3 separate regions of the Sus scrofa genome follow, and regions 2 and 3 are each linked to region 1. Evidence: chromatin contacts called from public HiChIP or PLAC-seq data. All regions are on one chromosome and are shown on one strand. The core of a region is the stretch at or near the end of the contact, and the rest is flanking DNA. Distances in the headings are between cores, read along the strand shown. Region 1 holds the start of OSBP (oxysterol-binding protein 1). Region 2 holds the start of MRPL16 (mitochondrial ribosomal protein L16). Region 3 holds the start of STX3 (syntaxin-3).

Region 1 (4,023 bases), core at 479-2,978:
TAGTACCATGATCTGTAAACTTAACTTGCTAAAGGTAAGTAGTTATCTCTGTATCTGATTCATGTAACACTAACCTGGGTGTTAGGCTGTGTCAGTGTGAAAATAACTCGTTTCAAATCCTGACTCAAGAACTTGGGAAAGTTGCCCAAGTCAAGCCTCAGTTTCCTCACTGGTAAGACGGAAACATCTCCTAACTTCCGCATTGTTGTGGGGAGTCAAAGGATACCATATGTAAAAGACCTATCCAAACTGTCCAGCATTCAGGAAATGTTAATGTCCTGTCTCCAAATCCAGCATCTTAACCTTTCTATAGTAACATGAGTGGCCAAAAGCATGTTATGTTATGGCAAGACTGTGAGTTACCATAAATATGTATTAAATAATCCAAAACAAGCATTGCTGAACAGAAGGGTCATTCCAAAGACATGGGTTCTTCTTTTAATGAAAAAACCTGATTAACCAGAGAGAGCCCAGAAATACTGGATGGAACACTTAATCATTCCCATGGGAGGAGGTGGGGCAGGCAAAAATGAGAAAGGCTGGAGTGCACTTCTCCATTCTGGGCTGTCTAGAAGGCAAAAGCATAGGCAAATCTTGGAAGAGATAAAGACAGGGGACAGCTACCGAGGCCACCCTGTGTGTGGTGTCCTTCAGCCTGAATGTGGAGAGACCAAAAGGCGGGTAGATCAAGGGCTGCTAATAACCTTGAATTTTGGAGACTGGGCCCAGATAGCTAAGCCTTGAGACTTTCGCACTTAAGTTCTTTGGGAGTGGTGCCTGCGATCAGCCCTCATATATGTGCCCTTTAGCACCTACATCGGCGCCTTCCTTGCAGAATTAATCATTGCACCGATGTGCTGCTGGAAACACAATGGAAGAGAAGAGGCTCTCGGAACAACTCAAAGGGCCAGGCACCGAGCGGAAGGTCTAGCACTAAGGGTGGGTCACCCAGGTGGAGGGGCAAGTCCTGGGGCGTTCATTTTCGTGAGGGTGGACTTGTGTCAGGGGCTGTCAATGCACGCAGGTGACGAAAAGGGGCCTGGGGCGACCTTGGCTGCTGCGCGGGCTGGAGAGGGTGACGGCGCGGGGACTGTGGGCTGCGATGGGAGACGGCGCCCCGGAAGCAGTTACCTGTAGTAGCTCAGGAGCCCGTTGCTCAGCACGAACCACCGCCGCTGGTAGCCTTTGATATAATTGGTCCATTTGAAGAGCCAGCCCTCGCGAGCCGAGCCTGATCCCCCAGCGCCCGAGCCGCCCGAGCCCCCCGCCGGCGGCGCAGGAGCCGGGCCCGCTGCCGCCACTCCCCCGGCCCCGGGACCCGGGCCGCCCGCCGACACCGCGGCCACCGTGCTCGGCGCGGCCGCGGAGCCTGGCCCCGAGTCTCCGCGGCCGCCCGCGCCGCCTCCTCCCACCATGGGGGGACCGGCGCCGCCGCCGCCCGGAGCCGCCATGGCTGTCGGGCCCGGGCCCATCACTCCTCTCAGTTCCGTCGCCGCCATGAGCCGCCGCCGCCCTGAGATACAGGACCGGAACCGCCTACGAGAGCCGCCGTCGCCGCCCGGAGGGCCCCACACGGCTAGCGCATCAGCCGCCGCCGCGCACCGTCCCCGCCCCGCCAGGCCGGCCGCGGGGAGGAGGGCTCGGCCGCCGGGAAGGAAAAAGTCGATTGGTGCCGCCGAGTGTCACTTGCGGAAGACCCCTAGGACATTGGCATTTCTCTTGGGCCTGTCATTACACACCGCCCAGTGAAAACTGAGGGTGGGACGCTTCCGCCAAGCACGCCATTGATTGGTGCAAGTGAAGGCCAATCAGATTTCTGTACATTTCATTGGTGCTTTCCCGAAGTCTCCAGCGCTCCGGGAGGCCTCAAGTATGCAGACTGCCCAGCCAGTTTGATTGTCGATTGGCTAGAACTTCTGCCACTCATTTTAGTTTATGCCCCCGTCACCGCCACGTCACCCCCTCCCAGCACCCTTCTCCTTGTCTCTCTTCCGCCCTTACGGATTGGTGGTTGGTATCAGCTGCTCAACCTTTTCTACCATTTACCGAACGAGTTGAGGAGAAGGAGGAGGAGTCTAGCCATCACAGCCTCACTTTAATTTCTTACTGGTTAGAATGAATGTCCCTCACATGTTGGGGGAGGGACGGGGCAGTGATTGGAGATGATTGGTTCCGGAGGTTGTCTGTGAACCAGGAGCTTGGCAATGATGACCAATGAAAGAGACGGACTGAGCGAGGGCAGGCCAGGGCAGCCAATAAAATCTGGGAGAAGCACTTGCCGGGCGAGCCCTTCTGCTTCCACCTTTGGTGAACTTTCTAAGAGGCAGAAGCGGGTCAGCGTCCCGAAAGCATATTTTTGCTGTATGCGCAGCGTAGGAATCCCTCTTTCTGAGTTAAGATTTCTATTGTTTCTTGTTAGGAGGAGTGATTCTTAGTAGACAGCCCCTGCCCGAGTCTCTCCTTTCCAGGGCCGCCTTCTAGCAGCTGGCTCCCAGCTGGAGACCAGAATTAATGGGGAGCCCAGAGATAGCTTCCCACTTTCCTCCTGAATCCACCATTCTAATAATGTTCCCTGGTTTGCTCATCGTCCACCACACCTCTTATCTCTTGCTTCTAGACTCCTAATTCTGTCCCACGAGTTGCTGACCCAGCTGTGAGGAGAAAATAGACTCGCGAGGACCTGACTTTATATCTACTTGCGACCCATGTCTTCCAGTCCAAAGGGCCCTTGGCTGTAGCATCATATGCTCACGTGTGTATACTTAACCTTGCACGGAAAGTAGTTATTTCAGATAAATTGTTCACACATTTGTGAACGTCACAAATTTAGTATCTCATTTAGCATTTAGATGTTGTGAACTATTGTTGCAAAAGGAGCTCTGGGGAACCTGGAACTTGCTACATTTTTCTGATTTCACTGGGCAACAGAAATAGCTGTTAGACATTGTAAAATTGCTTTTTTCCCTGCAGTGTGCTTCACGGTATCAAGGAAATAAAGAAAAATATCCTGTTAGAAAGCTTTTAAAGAAGAGAAATATCCATTGAATTCTGGAAAGAGAATACACTTTGAAAAGGAGTTCCCACCGTGGCGCGTGGTTAACGAATCCGACTAGGAACCATGAGGTTGAGGGTTCGATCCCTGGCCTTGCTCAGTGGGTTAACGATCCGGCGTTGCCGTGACCTGTGGTGTAGGTTGCAGACGTGGCTCGGATCCTCCGTTGCTGCGGCTCTGGTGTAGGCTGGTGGCTACAGCTCCGATTGGAACCCTAGCCTGGGAACCTCCATATGCCGCGGGAGCGGCCCCAGAAATGGCAAAAAGACAAAAAAAAAAAGAAAATCTGCAGTTAGATGTAGGCTACTTGGGTTAATTGTTTTAACTGAGCTAAGATGAATTCTTTTATGCTTGAGTCCTGCCTTTGCTACTTATCGGCTCTCTGACTTCGGGAAAGTCATTTAGGCACCCCAAGCCTCAGTTTTCACTTCTTTTAAATAGGAATAAAACTTTACAGGGATACTGTTATGATTAAATGCATATGAACGTGTTCGATAAACTCAGCTGCTGCAAAAATGGAAGTTGTATTGCCAAACACATCCCTGGGTTTACTTGCCAACCGCAAAACAGAAACACATACTTTTACAATGGGGGAAATCTGGCTGTCCCCACCTTAACCCAGTTATCCAGCTTAACATCATTAACCCTGGGACAGTCAACATTTTTATAAGGTTCCTGGTGTGCTGCAGCATGAAGAATACAGCTTCGCCTAATGGAGTTTTCTTGCCAAAAATGTTGGACCTGAATCCAATCAAGCCCTTAGATCTACCCTCCAGTTTATAGGAGCTAGAGGAACCAGTTAAACAACACTCCCAGGGAGACAATCAGTTAAATCAAGAATGTGAGACAACTGCTTATATAGAAGTCATAAATGTTAAGGAAAAGTGACGTCATAACAAAGAGTCAGGCGGTGATTGTTCTAAAAATTTTCTTGTGCCTTAAAAAAAACCCCAAGGAGTTCCTGCTGTGGT
Region 2 (4,023 bases), core at 568-3,067, 190 kb after region 1:
TGTCCAACCTAGTACTCAATCAGTGCTTTTTCCCTTATATATTCAGAGGCTTTTCATGTTGAGACCTGCACGATATGCAGCAGCTGGGTAAAGGCAGGTGGGCTGAAAGGTAGGCCAGACATGCTCTGTCTTTATCATGTCTGGCAATTTGACAATACGGAAAAAAAAAGGTAACTTGTAAGTCATTTAAAGCATTGCTATAGTAAACAATCATGGCTCTTTGATGGAGTCAAGTATAAAACAAGAGACCTTAAAGCTACAGAAACTGCACCTGTTACTTCTATATGAGAGCTACAGAGAACTTAGTAATGCTTTCCCCTGCCTCCAAGCTCATATGTACTCCAGTGCTTGTAGTAGTTTCACAATTATATGTAGAAGATAAGGCCCTCAGAGAACCAGGCTCCTTTCATTTTCTTGAGATTTCCTATATTTAAAAAAACAAAAACAAAAACAAAAAAACCTAAACCCCCCAGAGTTTCCACAGTGGCAATGGTGGGTTAAAGATCCACTCTGTGGCAGTGCAGGTTTGCTCCCAGCACAGTGGGCTAAGGATTAACTGCAGCTCAGATTCAGTCTTTTGCCAGGGGAACCTCTATATGCCATGGGTGCAGCCGAGAGAGAAAAAGAGGAAAGAAAAGAAAGAGAAAGAGTCAGATTTACCAAATGGGGGCTTACCTTAACTGTTATATTAACAATTGCCTTTTTTTTTTTTTTAAACAAATGCTTTTCTTTTAATGCTGTTAATGAATGCATATATGTAACCTCATTTGGAAAAAAAACGTAAGTCTAAATTTGAAGCCAATTAGCTCTAGCTGAGAGGTAGGCTGTGGGCCACTCACCAGTAAAATACTATTGGGGAGAAATTCCATTAAACATTTGCTCCTTAAAAGCAGGGGCCTTTGCGGGGTGGGGGTGGGGGGTCTCTTTTGTTCTAGAAGCGTTTAGAACACTCCTGGAATGTAGCAGGCTCTTAATACATATTTACTGAATTGGTGACTGGGAGAAGGGGCACAAGAACACTATTTTTTTTTTTTTTTTGGCCACACCCACAGTATGTGGAAATTCGTGGGCCAGAGATCGAACCTGTGCCACAGCTGTAACCAGAGCCACAGCAGTGACAATGCCGGATCCTTAACCCGCTGAACCACGAGAGAACTCTGAACACTCCCTTTCTTCACCTACCCTCAGCTGGGTTCCATCACTAAAAAGGCTTACGAACTTGAAAACAGATAAGCTCTCACCTTCAAAAGTTGGCACCGGGAGCAGCGTCTTGAAGCCAGCAGTGGCGGACGGGGCTGCCCAAGAATCTACAACGACAGATCAAGTTAAATGACCAAGGCCACAAAGCCAGGGCCCGGTACACTCTGGGTCAAAGATGCTTCGGACTGGGGTGTCTCGTGGGTTTGGGACGCGGATTCCATTAAAGTGGCTCACAGGCTCTGGTCCCCCAAAAGAGAACAACTGGGGACGCTGGGCGCCAACTCCAGGTTGCGCGAAGGCTGGGACCATTTTGCAAGAATCTTAGGCGAGAGAGGCGGCAGTGCCCTCCCGGTGCTCCAGTGCGTGAAAAGTCTTTGTACGAGAATACACGAATGGGGCGGAGGGTGCGGGCGGGAGGCAAGGCCTAGAGGGACCACGGGACTTCTGACCTGACAAAGGCGCTCGCAAGAGGGGCGCGCAGGCGCGAGCCAGCAGCCGCCACATGATAACACGCGTGCGACCACGCCAAGCTCCCCACGGCGACCGCGGCGCTCACTTCGACCCAGGGAACCAGAGCGGCGTTCTGCAACCGCGCCGGAAACGGCTCTGGCCGGAAGTTGCGTTCGCACCGGTCCACCCAGCAGAGAGTCCCGGGTGGAAACGGACGAAGATAGAGACTCTGGCCTTGGGTTCCGGCCTGGTGACTGGGGTCACGCCCGGGCTATCTCGGCTCTCCATCCAGTCAGGGGTCTCTCCCCAGATGGAGGCGGCAGGGTGGCGAGTTTCCTCCGCGGGGTATTAGCTGAGAAAGCAGGAGTTCAAATGGCAGACTGAACAGTTCACTACCTTCCGCCACTTCTCTACCCGCAACCGTAACCTAGAAAATACCGTCATCATTGCCTTCACATTTACTGGGCGCTTGCAGTGTTTACGGCACCGACTACCTCATTCTTGCTTTCAGGCCTCCCAACAAATCCGTGCGCTAAGTCATTACATCCACTTGGCAGATTCCATCCCGAGGGTCAAAGAATTTAACTTTCTCAGGGTCACACAGCAGGAAAACCGTACAATCAGAATTTGAGCACAGGCTTGTGACTCTAGAGACCCCAGTGAATGGACAATGTTACAACTCGATATCGAGTGGAAATGTAAAAAGGTATGATTATTCTGGGAGAATGTTGGGGAAATCATTTTTATGGGCCTGAAGCTTTTTAACATTTAGAATAAAAGAGGCTCTTTCCCCAAGCGTTTAGGACACAAATGGGATTACCAACTGAGGCTGAGGTCTCTTGTAGTTAAATCAAGCTAAATCTGTGCGTGGTCTTTGTCCAGGGATTAATTTCATAAATGGCAGCAAATAAAGCCTGTCATCTTGCAAAGCTACTGGGAGAACTCTCCCTGTCTAGTTTTTTGCGCTTCTTGATTATTTACACACTGAATCTGTATCAGAAGAGTAACTGGATTTTATTATAGCCAATTATTTTCTATACCAGAAGCAGTTCTCTAAGGGTTAAACTGCCTCTTCTTCCTCAGCCTGTGTCAGATTCTGGGTAGCTCTTCTGTGTTCCTCCTCCCTTCCACCAAAGGTGGGAGATTCAGATGTGCTCAGCTATTTAAAAATCTCAAAGTGAATACTGTATAATAGTGTTTGGGATGGGGAGTAAAACTGTAGTATAATTAATTTTTGGTCTCTAATTCTTTTGGTGCCCTAAAATTTCTCCCTCATTGTTTATTTTAAAAGAACTAAAAATTAACTCTGAGTTCTACATTTAAATAGTAACTATAATTTCTATTTTTTTTCCTTATAAGAGTTAAGTACAGTGGAGGATACAAATCTGAAAAACCAGTGATCCTGTTCTTTATGAATTCATGTAGATATGGTATGTTGAGTTACAAATATCTACTGTTGAGATATGAGAAATATAAATAAAGGATTGTGAGAAATTGAAGGAGGGACCTGAGGTCTTCCCTGATCATGGAAAAAGGGGTTTCCCTCCTGTGATTTCTTACAGAGCTTTATTTACACTTCTCTTCTGATAGTTCAGTGTTAGTTATTTGTGGAAAGCTGAAGTTGAGGGATTAAATGATTTGCTATAGAGCTGGTATGATGCAAAGTAGGGATAAGAACCTTGATGAAATTAACTTTTATCAGAATGAGTTTGCTAACACCTCCCAAAATATAGTCTTCAGACTTTTCTGAGGACTTTGTGAAAAATATCTGGTATTTGTCTTTCTGTTTCTTATGTCACTTAGTATGAGAATCTCTAGTTGCACCCATGTTGCTGCAAATGGCATGATTTTATACTTTTTTATGGCTGTGTAGTATTCCATTGTATATATGTTCCATATCCATTCATCTCTCTTTTTTTTTTTAATTTTTATTTATTTTTTTTTGTCTTTTTGCCTTTTCTAGGGCCTCACCCGAGGCATATGGAGGTTCCCAGGCTAGGGGTCTAAGCGGAGCTGTAGCTGCTGGCCTCCACCAGAGCCACAGCAACACCAGATCCAAGCCGTGTTTGCAACCTACACCACAGCTCAGGGCAACGCCAGATCCTTAGCCCACTGAGCAAGGCCAGGGATCGAACCCGCAACCTCATGGTTCCTAGTCAGATTCGTTAACCACTGAGCCACGACGGGAACTCCCCCATTCATCTCTTGATGGACATTTAGGTTGTTTCCATGTCTTGGCTATTGTGAATAGTCCTGCAATGAACATAAGGTGCATGTATCTTTTGAATTAGAGTTTTGTCTGGATATATGCCCAGGAGTGGGATTGCTGGATTATATGGTAGTTCTATATTTAGTTTTCAGAGGCACCTCCAT
Region 3 (4,023 bases), core at 1,079-3,578, 140 kb after region 1:
TCCATATGCTGCAGGTGTGGCTGTAAAAAGAACAACAACAACAACAAAAAAGCTTGACGTCTGTGATCACTACCTTCAAATACAATGTCATAAGAAAACAATTCTGCTAATGCTTCCCTTCCTGGGCTCCTAGACTCCAGCTGCAGATAAGAGGGATCCTGTTTTCAATGTGTAAATAGTTTAACAGAAATCAAATGGTCATTTCTATTATGGCCATATAGGCTAACCAAAAGGTCATTTTTTTTTCTTCATGGAAACGTCCTCTCATGGGGAACCAAATTTCTTTTTTGTTTCCTTAGTTTTATTGAAATATAATTGACATATAACATTGCATTAGTTTAAGGTGTGCAGCATAATGATTGATACATGTATATTTTTGCAAAACGATTACCACAATATATTCATCACCTCACATAGTTACAGTTTTTTTTGTTATGAGAACATTTAAGATCTAGTCTCCTAGCAACTCCAATATTACTAACTACAGTCACCATTACACCTTCAGAACTTGTTATTTTTAAACTGGAGGTTTGTACCTTTTGACCCCCCTCACCCATGTTTCTCCATCTCTCTACCTCAGGGCAATCATCTGTTCTCTGTATCTATGAGTTTGAGGAAACCAAATTTCTTTCTTTTTTTTTTTTTCTTTCTTTTTTTTTTTTTTTTTGGTCTTTTTGCCGTTTCTAGGGCCGCTCCCTTGGCATATGGAGGTTCCCAGGCTAGGGGTCAAATCGGAGCTGTAGCCACCGGCCTGCGCCAGAGCCACAGCAACGCAGGATCCAAGCCTCGTCTGCAACCTACACCACAGCTCACGGCAACGCCGGATCCTTAACCCACTGAGCAAGGCCAGGGATCAAACCCGCAACCTCATGGTTCCTAGTCGGATTCGTTAATCACTGCGCCACGACGGGAACTCCCAACAAATAACTTTTAAACAACAGTTGGAACTGTTCAACCAGAGAAAATTCTTCCTCGAGTGTCTGAAAAACACCATGAAAAAATTAAACTGGGTTCCGGCAGAGGCTGAATGGCCATCCTTGATAATTCCCTCTGGTCCCTTCTGGAATTATAAGGTAGAGTTGTTCACATATGTCTCCTCAGAAGACTCTCTCTTCCTGAAGAGCGGGAACTTAGCTGTTCCCACTGACAAAAATTTGATCAAGGAGGCAGGATGAGATTTCTGACTTGCCTGCCTTTTCCACGTGTGACCACCAGGGGGCGCAGAGGCCTTCCCCTTAGCAGGACGGTACATTCACCTAGCGAAAGCCTGGGGTAGAAGGTAGTGTACCGACTAGAGGGAGGATTAAGGCTGAGACTGGCAGGGTTCGTACAGTCCAACCGCTTACAGACCGTATCTTTATGGGAGGGGATGAAGTCAGCACGAGGCACCCACTAAGATCGCAGAAGAGGGCAAAGTTCTGTTAGAATTACGGAACCATTTACAGCCCTTTCATCTGGATGCATGGCGCCGACTCTCTCCCTGATTTGAGAACCGAATGTTCGGACTGTCAGTCCCATTTACTGAGCTCCACTCAAAATCTACTGGACATGTCATTGTTCCCGAGAAGGAAGACAAATTGGGAAGAGGGAAGAGACAGTGGAGGTGTGGGGGAGGGGAGGAGATAAAGAGGGAGGGGCAGTGCGAAGAACCCGCCCACTTTTCCGGAAGGTACTACCCACCTGGGGGGATCTCTACCAGGTAGGAGATAATGCTTAAGCTTTCCAATACAAACATTTTACAACTCTGCTCCATAGGTGACGGCCCAGCCATTGCTCCTTTGTTACACTGGCCTCACAGCAAACTGAAGTGGATAATATCTGATTCACAGATAGAGAAACAGAGTCCCACAGAAAATAACTTTCCGGAGGTATACACATTGTTAGTGGCAGGTGTTCTGACTTCATCACTGAACTGCTTCCATTTCTCTGAGGGGTCGTCTTTACCAAGATGTTAAGAATCCATAGTCTTCGTCCCAGCCTGTCCCATCCCACCTTAGCTCCAGTTATTTCCACTAAGAACACCCTCTTTCAACTCCAACACCAGCCCCCCGGACCGTGCACACTCCTTTACTTGATATGCTCTTCCTCCAGACAGAATTAGTGGCTCTCTCTTCCACCTACTATAGCACGAATCACATTGCCTTAGAATTCTCCAGGTTTATGGGATGTTGTCGCGGCCTAGCAATGAATGAGCCTGTTGAGGGCTGGATCCTAGCACGGAGCCTGTAGGGAATGGCTGTCGAATGGAAAGGCTGGACCTGAGGTCAGACAGACACACTCGCAGCGAGATCTCCCCGTGCTGGTCCCTCCGAGGACCTGGAGCCATGGGAAGTGGAGTGAGGGTCGCGGAGGGTGGCCTGGCGGCGGGGCACGGGCCCTTTAAGGAGGAGCGCGGGGCGCGGCCCAGGTAAGGGGCGGGTCCGCCCGGCGGATCAGCGCTGCGCGCCGGCGCCGGCCCGGGAGCCGGATTTGGAGTTCGCGGCGCCGGCGGGGCCGAACGGGGCGGCGCGGCGGAGCTTCCCGTGGCCTCGGACGCTCATTTTTTTTCCGCGGCCACCGCTCCCCTCCGCCTGCGCCCCTGCCCCTTTGCCCCGGCCGGGGCCCGGCCGCCACTTCCGGCCGCTCACCTGGGGACGCGCTCACCTGCCTCCCGGCGCCTGGGCACCAGGATGAAGGACCGGCTGGAGCAGCTGAAGGCAGTGAGTCCCGTCGCACCCAGGAACCAGGCGGGGCGGGGGCTGCCGGGGTGGAGCTGCGCGGGTGGGCTTCCCGCGCTCCCCCAAATCGAGGTTGGGGTGGGGGGCGGGCGCCAGGCCTACCCTCCCCAAGCTGTAGCGGCAATCTGCGCGGGTTCCGCACCCACCCCTCCTCTCTGGGGTCATGTGCCTGGTGATTCATCGCTAGTCTGCGCTGTCCTTGGTTACCTCCAGCTCCCTCCGCCGCCCCCCTCCCAAGCAGGATAGCATCGGTCTAGAGCTGGGATCCGCGGGGGGTGGGAGGTGATTGGGTCCAGCGGGGGGGGCAGAGGGGGTTCCCTGTGAGGCCAAAGGTCACTCACCACCTGCCTGATGCTGCCTGGCACTGTGCCCAGGACCTGCCTCCTCCCGTGCTCCTTCCAGATTCTCCCGTGGGGGCGCTGAACCGGCTGCCCTAGCCCCCAGTGAGCAGCTCTGAGGTCCTGGGTGATCTCCCAAGCTGTGATATCGTCACGTGCCGGATGGGTCCATCGCCAAGCCCTCCAGCTGTCTATAATTATTAATTTCCCTCGCATCCTCGAGACAGTTGAGGTCAGGGCATAGGCTCTGAAGGTAGACCGACCGTTTCCAGCTCTGCTGCACAAAAGCGGTAAACCTTAAGCTATTCACTCTTGAGGCTGTATCCTTATCTGTCAAAGGGAGATTGATCATACCTTAAGAGACTTGTTACGAGATTAAATGACATGGGGCTTAGAGACGTGTTAAAGCATGGGTTTTTAAGTCCAATAATCATTGACTCTTTGAACACATAATTATGGAGGGTATTCTGTGAGGGCAGGCCCAGTGCTAAACCCTGGGGATTGCCGTGACTCAGGCTCGGTCTTAATGGAATTTAAAATCTAGCCCTTGATACAAAGTAGTCCATCTACTTGGGAGCTTGTCAGAAGTGCAGAAGCTTAGGCCTCAGTCTGGACCTAGGGACTCAGAAGCTGATTATGCATAAATCTCCCCAGGGGACTCACAAACACATTGAAGTTTGGGGAGCAGGGGACCAGGTAGAACTGGGGTTGCCTCCTAGCTCCACTGCTTACTAGCTGTCCCTTAACGGGTGAGCTGAAGTTTTGACATCTGTAAAACGGTAGCAGTGAGGACTAAACCTAGGAGAGTGTGCTGAGCCCTTTGTGTGGTTCATGGCACTCATAGGACTGATAAGTGGTAAATCTTACGCTAGTACCTGTAAAAGCTCTTCCGAAGAAGAAAGCCATGTAGTGGGTTGAGGGACTGCTGGGCTGATGTAACAGTTGTTGTCCTTTCTCCTTCCTTGTCT

The links. HiChIP or PLAC-seq counts read pairs in DNA pulled down with a chosen protein or histone mark.
Region 2: a contact with region 1 is called in an H3K27ac HiChIP or PLAC-seq map of alveolar macrophages, with 3 times the contacts expected there. The contact joins the promoter of MRPL16 here to the promoter of OSBP in region 1. A contact is called at or near these places in 1 of 5 promoter capture datasets (liver) and 1 of 2 datasets of contacts at active chromatin or transcription factors (alveolar macrophages).
Region 3: a contact with region 1 is called in an H3K27ac HiChIP or PLAC-seq map of alveolar macrophages. The contact joins the promoter of STX3 here to the promoter of OSBP in region 1. A contact is called at or near these places in 1 of 47 Hi-C or Micro-C datasets (liver) and 1 of 2 datasets of contacts at active chromatin or transcription factors (alveolar macrophages).

Annotation. Positions count from the first base shown.
Region 1 is chr2:11,873,999-11,878,021 of Sscrofa11.1, reverse strand. OSBP (oxysterol-binding protein 1) reads right to left here and starts at 1,728. Exons shown (of 14, transcript XM_021082995.1): 1 at 1,132-1,728. The coding sequence starts at 1,499.
Region 2 is chr2:11,687,305-11,691,327 of Sscrofa11.1, reverse strand. It overlaps MRPL16 (mitochondrial ribosomal protein L16), which reads right to left and starts at 1,817. Exons shown (of 4, transcript NM_001244967.1): 1 at 1,650-1,817; 2 at 1,242-1,307. The coding sequence starts at 1,704.
Region 3 is chr2:11,738,163-11,742,185 of Sscrofa11.1, reverse strand. STX3 (syntaxin-3) reads left to right here and starts at 2,328. Exons shown (of 11, transcript XM_021082987.1): 1 at 2,328-2,699. The coding sequence starts at 2,670.